2 separate regions of the Sus scrofa genome follow, and region 2 is linked to region 1. The links are chromatin contacts, called in public HiChIP or PLAC-seq maps. All regions are on one chromosome and are shown on one strand. The core of a region is the stretch at or near the end of the contact, and the rest is flanking DNA. Distances in the headings are between cores, read along the strand shown. Region 1 overlaps PI4K2A (phosphatidylinositol 4-kinase type 2-alpha). Region 2 overlaps MMS19 (MMS19 nucleotide excision repair protein homolog).

What was found. HiChIP or PLAC-seq counts read pairs in DNA pulled down with a chosen protein or histone mark.
Region 2: a contact with region 1 is called in an H3K27ac HiChIP or PLAC-seq map of alveolar macrophages. The contact joins two enhancer-like sites. A contact is called at or near these places in 2 of 47 Hi-C or Micro-C datasets (epiblast stem cells and heart right ventricle) and 1 of 2 datasets of contacts at active chromatin or transcription factors (alveolar macrophages).

Annotation. Positions count from the first base shown.
Region 1 is chr14:109,032,376-109,038,518 of Sscrofa11.1, forward strand. It overlaps PI4K2A (phosphatidylinositol 4-kinase type 2-alpha), which reads left to right. Exons shown (of 9, transcript XM_001929034.6): 6 at 1,130-1,229; 7 at 2,210-2,343; 8 at 2,829-2,888. Among named protein-coding and RNA genes, the nearest start is that of AVPI1, 17 kb to the right of the region's middle. Within about 2 kb of position 3,171, at least 2 of the 83 cell types and tissues checked have an H3K27ac peak or open chromatin away from gene starts, as enhancers often do. A contact at or near this core is called in alveolar macrophages, where this site is marked.
Region 2 is chr14:108,874,230-108,880,372 of Sscrofa11.1, forward strand. The region is part of intron 1 of MMS19 (MMS19 nucleotide excision repair protein homolog); the gene reads right to left. Among named protein-coding and RNA genes, the nearest start is that of UBTD1, 8.2 kb to the right of the region's middle. Within about 2 kb of position 3,477, at least 9 of the 83 cell types and tissues checked have an H3K27ac peak or open chromatin away from gene starts, as enhancers often do. A contact at or near this core is called in alveolar macrophages, where this site is marked.

The DNA.
Region 1 (6,143 bases), core at 1,921-4,420:
AAAAACTGCACAGGGAGTACCCATCATGGCTCAGCAGGTTACAAACCCAACTAGTATCCATGAAGATGCAAGTTCAATCCCTGGCCTCGCTTATTGAGTTAAGGATCCAGTGTTTTTGTGAGCTGTGGTGTAGGTCACAGACACAGCTCAGATCTGGCGTGGCTGTGGCTGTTGTGTAGGCTGGCAGCTGCAGCTCCAGTTCTGCCCCTAGCCTGGGAACCTCCACATGCCACAGGTGAGACCCTAAAAAGCAAAAAAAAAAAAAAAAAAAAAAAACAAAAGTGTAGATTCTACAAGCCTTTTGTCCATTAGGTATGGGGTAAAACTGAGGATTTCACACTTTTAATAAGGTATCTCAGCAGAGTCTGATGCAGGTGTCCTGGACCCACACTCCCTGTTCCTGGGTGGCACTAGTTAACCTGAGCATGGAGCCAAATAGACAGGGAATGTCTGACATGGGCAGCCCGCTCTGCTCTCTTTGTATTCAGCTCTCATCCTTTCCCTTTTTTGGCCACACTCTTGGCATGCGGAAGTTTCTGGGTCAGGGATCAAACCTGAGCCACAGCAGAGACAACACCATATCCTTAACCTGCTGAGCCACTAGGGAACTCTGCGTCCTGTTCCTTTTACTGTGTCACTAAAGCAGGGAAACAGACTCCCTTGTGCAAGAGCCAGCTGTTATCTTGCACGGTTCTGTTATCTTACTGGAAAATGTGGTCACCACCAGCGAAGTGGCATCTAAGTCAAGGTCCACAGGAAAGGACCTTGGCTGACTGATCATTGAGTTTCCTTTCTTCTTTTTATCTTCTCAGAATTCTCACTGCCTTTCCCTAGGAGGAATGGCTTAGAGTTATCTTGTATTATTGTCATTTCCCATCTTACCACGAACTGTGGCAACTCTTGGGGAAATGCACCTTTTCCAAGATAAGAAAGGGACTCTGAGAATCTCAAATAAGCCAAATCAAAGGGGCCATAAATGTCTTAAGTCCAGGTAACACTATGGAAGCCAGTTCAGAGGGTGAGTCAGGATTGGTGCCTGAGGAGGTGGAGATGGGATGCTTTGCTACTACTTTAAAGGGCCTGAGGCAAACGGGGCTCTATAAATATTTAGTCTCTCCTTGCTCTTCAGGACACAGACTGGGTGGTGGTGAAGGAGCCTGTTATCAAGGTGGCTGCCATAGACAATGGGCTGGCTTTCCCCCTGAAGCATCCTGACTCCTGGAGGGCATGTAAGTCTCAAGACCACTGTGGTCTGTGGCTCTTTTCTTGCTTGGTCTGTTTTATCTGTGCAATGGATATAAAAAGATGTCTATCACAGGATTGTTCTAAGAATTAATGAAATACTGCAGTTCATGCGCTTGAGCACAGTGACTGACGCATCCATAATGTAAGATACTTTGAAAATTTTCACCTTATGTTATTCCCATTAGAAGCATAGGGTTGAGTTTTTGCATCTCTGCTTTGCATTTTTATTCCTTCTGAGGACTGCCTTACTGTAATTTATTCTTTTTGTTTCTTTTCTTTTTGTCTTTTTAAGACCGTACCCCCAACATGTGGAAGTTCCCAGGCTAGGGGTCGAATCAGAGTTGCACTTGCTGACCTGTGCCACGGCCACAGCAACTCGGGATCCAAGCCACTTCTGTGACCTACACTACAGCTCTCGGCAACACCAGATCCTTAATTCACTGAGCGAAACCAGGGATCGAACCCGAGTCCTCATAGATACTGGTCGGGTTCGTTTCTGCTGAGCCATGACGGGAACTCCTACCTACGTTTCTAAATGTAAGCTGCTGTCAGTGTTTTATCTTTGTTGTCGATATCCTGAAAGACAGCCCCTGCCCCATTATAACTGAGACACTTTGGGAAAGGGAGAGGTACATGTAGGGGTCACTAGCCCCTTTGCAGTACTTGTTTGTCTTTTTAGAAAGAGCACCTCAATGTTTCAGTGGCATGTAATTGCTTTCTAGTGGAAAGTCATAGAATGTCTAGAAAAAGAGCATAGGCTCAGGGATTAGGCAGACTTGGGTTTGAATTTTAGTTTCACCACTTACTGTGTAACCTCAAGGGTTAACAGCCCTTATAACTTCTTTTCTGTTGTGTCTCAAATAAGAGGAGTGCCCTGCTTTGCCATTGCTCTGACAGGGGGAGGAAATAGATGGGCAGGGACTTTTTAAACACCAGCTTTGCTTTTGACTTTCCCTCTTTTCAGATCCTTTTTACTGGGCCTGGTTGCCCCAGGCAAAAGTCCCATTCTCTCAGGAGATCAAAGATCTGATTCTTCCAAAGATATCGGACCCTAATTTCGTCAAGGACTTGGAGGAGGACCTATATGAACTCTTCAAGGTTAGCCCTGGGAACCTCAGCCTTATAACCGTATGAAAGAAAGAATTCCAGTGGTTTTTCTAATTGGTCCTGATACAAGCCCAGAGAAAATGGAAACACCCTTCTGGCTTGTGTTAGCCAGCGAAGAACATTATTCCCCCCTGTGGACAGCAAGACCTAGCTTGGATTGGTTTGAAAAAAATTGGCATCTGTGCTGCATCCCACTGATGTGTATCGTGGGACTATGGCTGCAGTGGACCTGCAGAGCTCATTTTCAAACGGAGCGTGCCTGGGGTTCTTTAGCATTAATGATGAGACTGAGGTCAAGATATTTACTTGTTCTCTATTTCCCCATCTCTGAAACAGGGAGTTCTGGGGTGGCAGTTAACCTCACTAAGCCTTCTAAGCCTCATGAAGGTTTTCTTTACTAGGAAGTTTCTAATTGGAGGAGGAAAGCTGGTTCTGGAAAACTCATGCAGGTTTCCGCTCCTGCCTTTCTTTTGCAGAAAGATCCCGGTTTCGATAGGGGCCAGTTCCATAAGCAGATTGCCGTCATGCGGGGGCAGGTAAGCCTCGGATAGTCCCATCCCTGGGCTCTCTCCGAGAGGGTTATATGCTCATGTTGGGTAAATGCGTAGAGCTTGTGTTGTACACCCATTGCCGTCTATACCGTATATATTTGTGACTCTGCCTTAACACCTGGGGGAGGAAAGGTAGCCGTCCCAAAGCTCCCACCTCTTCCACGGTATCTGGTGCTTGGTGAACCACTTACTATGTGCTTAGCTCTGTGCCAGTTCCTTGCTAGGTTTCTCTGGTGGACTCTGTCCTCAAATTGCTCAAGGCAGGCTGTATGCCTTGGTGGTTAAGAGCTAGGCTCTGGAGTCAGACTTCTGCTTCACCACTTCCTAGCACCATGACCTTGGGCAAGAGCCTCTGTTTCCGCGTTTATAAAATAGGACAGTAATAATACTTTGCAGAGTTGGCCAAAAGTTTACATGAGACATTGTATATCAGGTGTTCAGGAAAAACAATGCCTGGCTCATGGTAAGCACTCAGACGATGGCCAAGGTTACAATTTTTGTCATTACAGTTATAAGTCATATTATTACTTCTTTTTCCATTTCACCTTCAAAGAGAGCCAAGGAAACCCCAGGGCATTGTTGATCTTGCAAAGCATACTAATGAATAACTTGAAAAATTGTCTTAAGACTCTGTAGGACACTGACATTCTGCTTATTAGTTTGACATATTCTTTTTTTGTTTGTTTTTTGTTTTTATTTTGACATATTCTTTTTTTTTAATAATTTTTTTAATTTTCCCACTGTACAGCAAGGGGGTCAGGTTATCCTTACATGTATACATTACAATTACATTTTTTCCCCCACCCTTTCTTCTGTTGCAACATGAGTATCTAGACAAAGTTCTCAATGCTATTCAGCAGGATCTCCTTGTAAATCTATTCTAAGTTGTGTCTGATAAGCCCAAGCTCCCGATCCCTCCCACTCCCTCCCCCTCCCATCAGGCAGCCACAAGTATTTTGACATATTCTTAAGAGAGCTAGGATGATGGAGTTCCTGTTATGGCTCAGCAGAAACGAATCTAATATCCATGATGATGCAGGTTTGATCCCTGGTCTTGATCAGTGGGTTAAGGATCCAGCATTTCTGTGAGCTGTGGTGTAGGTTGAAGATGTGGCTCGGATCTGGCATTGCTGTGGCTGTGGCTGTGGCCAGCTGCTACAGCTCCTATTTGACCCCTAGCCTGGGAACATCCATGTGCCGTGGGTGCAGCCCTGAAAAAAAAAAGAGAGAGAGAGGGACAGCTAGGATGGCTAGCGGTTAGAGCACAAACTGGTCAGAATGCCTGGTTTGAATCCTGGTTCTGCCACTTACTAGCTATGAGGTCCTGGATGAGTTACTTAATCTGCCCTCTTTTTAGATTCTCCGTCTGTCACATGGGATTAATAACAGCACCTCAAAGGGTTATCATCAGATAAATGATTGAAGTTGGAGTAGTGCTGGTGTGTTGAAGTACTCAATGTGGGTTAGCTCTTTTATTATAATTCTGTACACAGCTTCTCACATCTTTAAACGACAAGAAGGCTTTCTTGGTCGTAATGAAACAGTTACTTCTTTCTACCATCTAGTGAAAAGCTTCTGGTAAGGGCAGCTCTTGAGCTTACTGAGCCTGTTTTCCCTAGAAATGGGACAGACAGAGGTTTTAAAGAGCTGCAGTTATTTTAGTTGCCAGAATACCACTAATGTGGTCTTCCTACATTTCCCAAATAATGTAAGGGCCCAGCTAGGCTGGCAGAATTTTTAGAAACCTTAAAAGCTACATGATGTACTCTGGCATCACGGGGACTCAGCATAAAGGAATAAACTTCTCAAGTTTATGTAGGCTGTACCTCTGTCCCTGTTGTAGTGTCTTCTCTAATCCCTTCCCAACTCCAGTCCCTTGCCAACAGCATAGAAACTTCCTCTCGTTATATTTAGCTAGGGCCCTTATCTAGAGCGGCAAAAGGTGGGATGGGGGTTGTGTGTGGTTGAGAGAGTGCAATTTTAGCTTTCTTTCCATCTTGTGCTCCTTGTCTTTTTTTTTTTTTTTTTTTTTTTTTTTTTTTTTTTTTTTAGGGCTGTACCTGTGGTATATAGAGGTTCCCAGGCTAGGAGGTCGAATCAGAGCATAGCTGCTGTCCTGCACCACAGCCACAGCAACACCAAGCCCTGTCTGCAACCTATACCACATCTCACGGCAACCCCAGATCCTTGACCCACTGCGTGAGGCCAGGGATTGAACCCACATCTTCATGGATACTAGTCGGGTTTGTTACCACTGTGCCACAAGGGGAATTCCATCCATCTAATGTCCTTTGAGGGCCTGTGGCATCTTACAACCTAGAGTGCCTGTTACTAAAACCATAAGGTGCCGTGAGTGTCCAGCTCTTCCTCCTAGCGTGTAAGCAGAAGGAAGTCACAGCCTTCTACCTGCCTGAGCCATAATCGCAGAGTGGGCCGTACAGTGGCTTACAGCCAAAGGGGAAGAATGAGGAGCCCCCAGAAAGATGGAGTTGGGTGATGGAAGTGGTTGTTCAGCATAAAAGCTTCTAACTAGGAGTTATGTAAAGAATGCAAGGTCTGGAGTTCCCGTCGTGGCTCAGTGGTTAACGAATCCGACTAGGAACCATGAGGTTGCAGGTTCGATCCCTGGCCTTGCTCAGTGGGGTAAGGAACCAGCATTGCCGTGAGCTGTAGTGTAGATTGCAGACTTGGCTCAGATCCCACGTTGCTGTGGCTGTGGTGTTGGCTGGCAGCTACAGCTCCGATTTGACCCCTAGCCTGGACCCTCCATATGCCGCGGGAGCGGCCCAAAAAATAAAACAAAACAAAACAAAAAAAAAAGAATGCAAGGTCTGAGGGAAAGCTTCTTTAGGTAACATTTTCAAAGACAGTATTTATATTTTAGCATTATGTGCCTGCTATAAATGAAACATTTCTAATGTCAATAAAGTTGAAAGAGACCAATTATTAGACACACCAATTGTTGCATTTAATTAGCTTTATCTCATATCTCCATATATTATCTACCTGAATATTATCTATCTCACTATATAATTTCTCTGTTTAAAAAAAATTTGTTTTAATTTTTTCCCTTTTTAGGGCCACATCTGTGGCATATGGAGGTGCCCAGGCTAGGGGTTGAATCAGCTGTAGCCACTGGCCTTCAACACAGCCACAGCAATGCCAGATCTGAGCCATGTCTTCGACCTACACCACAGCTCATGGCAATGTTGGACCCTTAACCCACCGAGCGAGGCCAGG
Region 2 (6,143 bases), core at 2,227-4,726, 160 kb before region 1:
CATCTGCAACCTACACCACAGCTCACGGCAATGCCGGACCCTTAACCCACTGAGCAAGGGCAGGGACCGAACCCGCAACCTCATGGTTCCTAGTCGGATTCGTTAACCACTGCGCCACGACAGGAACTCCAGGAATTATTTCTATTTGTATTTCATTTATATCTCTGGAAGATAAAATGAATTGGTAACATTGGCTGTCTCTAGGGAGGGAGACTGGATAGCTAGGGGGTTAAGAGGTAAACAAACAAACAAAAAAAGCTTTACTTTGCAGTTCCCATTGTGGCTCAGTGGGTTAAGAACCCACTTAGGATCCACAAGGATGCAGGTACAATCCCTGGCCTTGCTTAGTGGACTAAGGATCTGGTGTTGACATGGATCCCTCATTGCTGTGGCTGTGGCACAGGCCAGCAGGGGCAGCTCTGATTTGACCCTTAGCCTAGGAACTTCATATGTCACAGGTGTGGTCCTAAAAAGGAAAAAAAAAAGTTTTACTTTGAAAAAATTGGTGAAGATAGTAGAGAGTTCTGCTATACCCTCACCCAGTTTTCCTAAATGTTAACATCTTACACAGTACATTTGTCAAAACTAAGAGAGATTACCATTTGTATGTTTGTTTGGTTGGTTTTTTTGTGTGTTTTTAGGGCTGCACCTGGGGCATACGGAGGTTCCCAGGCTAGGGGTTGAATCGGAGCTAAAGCTGCCGGCCTACACCACAGCCACAGCAACATCAGATCCAAGTTGCGTCTACAACCTACACCACAGCTCATAGCAACGCCAGATCCTTAACCCACTGAATGAGGCCAGGGATCGAACCTGCGTCCTCATGGATGCTAGTCAGATTCGTTTCTGCTGAGCCAAAATGGGAACTCCTGTATATTATTTCTTCTTCTTCTTTCTTTTTTTTTTTTTTTTTTTTTTGTCTTTTTGCCTTTTCTAGGGCCACACCCGCAGCATATGGAGGTTCCCAGGGTAGGGGTAGAACCAGAGCTACAGCTCCCAGCCTACACCACAGCCCCAGCAACATCAGATCTGAGCCACATCTGCAACCTACACCACAGCTCACAACAACGCCAGATCCTTAAGGCACTGAGCGAGGCCAGGGATCGAATCCGCAACCTCATGGTTCCTAGTTGGATTCGTTAACCACTGTGCCACGACGGGACCTCCCTGTATATTACTTCTAATTTCACTCCAGACTTTACTCCGATTGTTCTGGTTTTTCCACTAATGTTAAATTTTCTGTTTCAGGATCCAATTAAGGACATCACACCGCAACGACGAGCCATCGTGAATCCTTAGTCTCCTCTGGTCTGAAAGTTTCTCAAATCTTATTTTTCATGACCTTGGTATTTTATAGAATGTCCCTCAACATGGGTTTCTTTAATGGTTTCCTCATGTTTAGCCTAGGGACATGGATTGTGGGAAGTATAAATAGCACAGAGGCCAAGTGTCTTTCTCATCACATCATATCACAGGTACAATACGTCAACATGACTTATCACTGGTGCTTTTAACTTTGATCACTTGGTTCAGGTAGGGTCAGCAGGTCACTGCAGTATACATACAGTTACTACATTTTTCTTTCCCATACTCCTTCCTCTGTAAGGGAGTCACTACATCTAGTCCACACTCAAGGGCAAAGGGGAGATTAAGCTCTGTTTCCTGGGAGGAGGAATATTTATCTACGTTATTTGGAGGTATTCTAAGGAAGAGTCATCTTTTCCCTTCATTTATTCAGTTGTTTATTTTATATCAGCATGGACTCAAGTATATTTATTTTATGCCTTGGGTTATCAATACTAAGTTATTTTGTTGCACAAATTATCTTTGGCCACTGGGAGCTTTTTTAGATTGGCACTGGTGTCCCTTTGACATGCCACATCCTTTTAAGTGCTTTCTTACTTTCTGGCACTACAAAATACAACAGGCTCATCTTGTAATTTCCCTGCCCCAACCGCCTTTTCTCCAGGAAGCCATGGTTCCTATCTTTTATTGGAGAACGGTATTAAAAACCAAGAACTGGGTGTAGCTGTGCTTGCTGATAGTGGGATATCATTGCTTCTAAGCCCTCCTAAACAGACACAACTGGGAAATATACATGTGTATTCTAACCCAGGTATACACACATATATATCATTATTTCTGTATCTATCCATATACATTAAACTAAACATATGATCGTGTTAGAATCTCCAACTCTAATCAGTACCACAGGGTTCATTCTAGCCTGCCTCCCAGTTTATTTGTAATTTGTTTCTCTGACAGAGAGAAACCTGACTCCCATTATCTACCATTTATTATTCTTTCCAACCCTAGTATAGCTGTAAATTACTTTCAGAATTGTCAACTTTTTGTCTTTTTAGGGCTGCACCCGCGGCATATGGAGGTTCCCAGGCTAGGGGTCAAATCGGAGCTACAGCTGCCAGCCTATATCACAGCCACAGCCATGCCAGATCCAAGCTGCACCTGCAACCTACACCACAGCTCACGGTAACGCCGGATCCTTAACCCACTGAGTGAGGCCAGGGATCGAAACCTGCGTCCTCATGGATGCTGGTCAGATCCATTTCTGCTGAGCTACCATGGGGACTCCAGAACTGTCAGCTTCTGTGTATAAGCAGAGTATAGTATTTACATATACTTTTATCTTTAGCCTTATAGTTTCCAGACAAAATTCTTTTCCAAAGTCATTCAGATCAGCTTCCCGCCCCCCACCCTCTTTAGTAAGGTTATGTCATACGCTGGAAATACAAAATATAGTAAATTCATTTGTCACAGTCTGCATACCATCTTGGGAAGGAAGGGAGATTTCTCACTGTGGATCCTTCTGCACCTTTTGAATGTTGTTCCATGTGAGTGTATGACTTATTTTTGAAAATATAATTTTAACAGCACACCGGAAATTCACACAGATCTAACAGAAACATCTTAGGATAAATTTTCAAGGCAGAAGCAAAGACTAAAAGGTTATCAATCTTCCTAAGAGTCTGATTAACATAGAAAAGTTTTCAGAGTTCCCACTGTGGATCAGCAATAACAAACCTGACTAGTATCCGTGAGGACTCGGGTTCAATCCCCGGCCTTGCTCAGTGAGTTAAGGATCTGGTGTTGCTGTGAGCTGCTGTGTAGGTTTCAGGCACAGCTTGGATATGGTGTGGCTGTGGCTGTGGTGTAGGCCAGCAGCTATAGTTCTGATTCAACCCCTAGCCTAGGAACTTCCATGTGCCACGGGTGCAGCCCTAAAAAGACAAACAAACAAAACCACAGAAGAGTTTTAGCTCAATAAGATGTGGCAATCAGGGAATTACTGCCGCAGGCTGCTCTGGATCCCCAGCCACCCACCTCTAAACACAAGACCTAATTAGTCAGTTCTCGCCAACACCAGACTTTGGCTAAAGTCAAAAAGAATCTTGAGAAAACTCCTAAACTTCCAGTTCCCCTTAAGTCTGTGGTCTCTGAACAACAGCTGTGAACTGAGCTGGGAGGGGCACAGTCTGGTACTAGAGCAAGAAGTCCAATCTGACTAAAGAAGGGAGCGCTCTAGTTGGGATTCATAGCTCGTGACTGGCACCAATTTAGACATCAGGCACTCTTAGCCTTACTCGTGCCAGGATGTGGAAGGCCCAGCTGCTGCCCCTGCTCCTGAGAAAGAGCAAGGGAAAAAATGTGCAAGCTGTGGGGTGGGGGAAGGGTCAGCAGCTGACTAACAGGACAAACCAAGGCACCCAATTCCTTAACGGCAACACTTAAGTGAAGAGAGACATTTCTGGGTTACAAACATTAAAAGAGTGTTCCACCATTGAGAGGGTAGCAGAGGGTGCTTTTCTGGAAGCTCCTGGCCAGAACTCAGGAAACTCTGCTGAAAAACCCATCTAAAAACTAAGTTCAGGAGTTCCCATTGTGGCTCAGTGGTTAATGAATCCGACTAGGAACCATGAGGTTGCAGGTTTGATCCCTGGCCTTGCTCAGTGGGTTAAGGATCTGGTATTGCTGTGAGCTGTGGTGTAGGTTGCAGATGTGGCTTGGATCCCTTGTTGCTTTGGCTCTGGCATAGGCTGGCGGCTACAGCTCTGATTCGACCCCTAGCCTGGGAACCTCCATATGCCACGGGAGTGGCCTAAGAAATGGCAAAAAGACAAAAAATAAAATAAAAAAATAAATAAAAACTAAGTTCAGGAATTTCCTGTTGTGGCTTAGTGGGTTAAGAACCCAACTAATATCCATGAGGATGTGGATTTGATTCCTGGCTTGGTCAAGTGGGTTAGGATCCAGCATTGCTGCAAGCTGTGGTATAGGTCACAGATGAGGCTCTGAACCAGTGTTGCTGGGCCTGTGGTGCAGGCCTCAGCTGCAGCTCTAATTTGACTCCTAGCCCAGGAACTTCCATATGCTGCAGGTGCAGCCATATAAACAAAGAACAAAACAAAAAGACCTCCTAATTTCAGTAGCAGCCACAAGAGTGTTAACAATTTTACAGGAAGCCATAGGGAACTGATAACTGTTAGTAGCAAAGAATATTACTGAACGGAATCATTCTTCTTTAGCAATACTATCAAACTCCTCTGGATGCTGGGCCAGGGTCTCTCTTTGGAAATACCTCAAGTGCTATTAAGACAAATACCAGGGAGTTCCTGTCGTGGTGCAGTGGTTAACGAATCCGACTGGGAACCATGAGGTTGCGGGTTCGGTCCCTGCCCTTGCTCAGTGGGTTAACGATCCGGCGTTGCCGTGAGCTGTGGTGTAGGTTGCAGACGCGGCTCGGATCCCGGGTGGCTGTGGCTCTGGCGTAGGCCCGTGGCTACAGCTCCGATTCAACCCCTAGCCTGGAAACCTCCATATGCCGCGGGAGCGGCCCAAGAAATAGCAACAACAACAGCAACAACAACAACAAAAAAAGACAAAAAAAAAAAAAAAAGACAAATACCGGGAGTTCCTGTCGTGGCGCAGTGGTTAATGAATCCGACTAGGAACCATGAGGTTGCGGGTTCGGTCCCTGGCCTTGCTCAGTGGGTTAAGGAGCCGGTGTTGCTGTGAGCTGTGGTGTAGGTTGCAGACGTGGCTCGGATCCCATGTTGCTGTGGCTCTGGCACAGGCCGGTGGCTACAGCTCCGATTCGACCCCTAGCCTGGGAACCTCCATATGCCGCAGGAGCGGCCCAAGAAATAGCAACAACAACAACAACAAAAAGACAAAAGACAAAAAAAAAAAAAAAAAAAAAAAGACAAATACCGAATAGGGTCCAATCAGTCATGTCTAATTTTTTCATTTAAAAAACTGAGGTACAGGAGTTCCTGTCGTGGCTCAGTGGTTAATGAATCCAACTAGGAACCATGAGGTTGCGGGTTCCATCCCTGGCCTTGCTCAGTGGGTTAAGGATCCAGCGTTGCCGTGAGCTGTGGTGTAGTTGGAAGATGTGGCTCGGATCTGGCGTTGCAGTGGCTGTGGTATAGGCTGGCGGCTATAGCTCCAATTCGACTCCTAGCCTGGGAATCTCCATGTGCTGGGGGTGCGGCCCTAGAAAAGCCAAAAAACAAAACAAAACCAAAAAAAACACAAACCCCAAAAAACTGAGGTACAATTTATACACAGTGAAATGCACAGTGAAGTGAGTAATTTGATTAGTTTTAACGAAAGTATATCCAGGGTAACCAACACCCCAATCAAGATACAGAATATTTCCATCACCAGAGAAAGTTTCCACATGCTCCCAACCAATCTCAAGCCTATACGTTGCCTCAAATTTTATAATGGAAAAGACTTCTTCATTCAGTATACATCATTATGAAACTGGCTGCTTTATAATTACAAAGAAACAGCCATTTGCATGCGATTTTTTCTTTCTTTTTTTCTTTCATTTTTGGCCACCCCTTGGCATATGGAGCTCCAGGGACAGGATCAGATGTGAGCCGTAGTCAAGACCTAAGCTTCAGCTGTGGCAACGCCAGATCCTTAACACACTGTGCCAGGCTGGGGATCGAACCCGAGTCCCAGCACTCCCGAGACGCTCCTGATCCCATCGTACCACAGCAGGAGCTCCTGCGTGTGACTTCTTGAATCCCAGAATACGAGTGAAATCTCCTGGCAAAACCCTTTAGTTTTCATACTTTCCCAAAGATTCCATCTTGAATTAATGCAGCATAAAC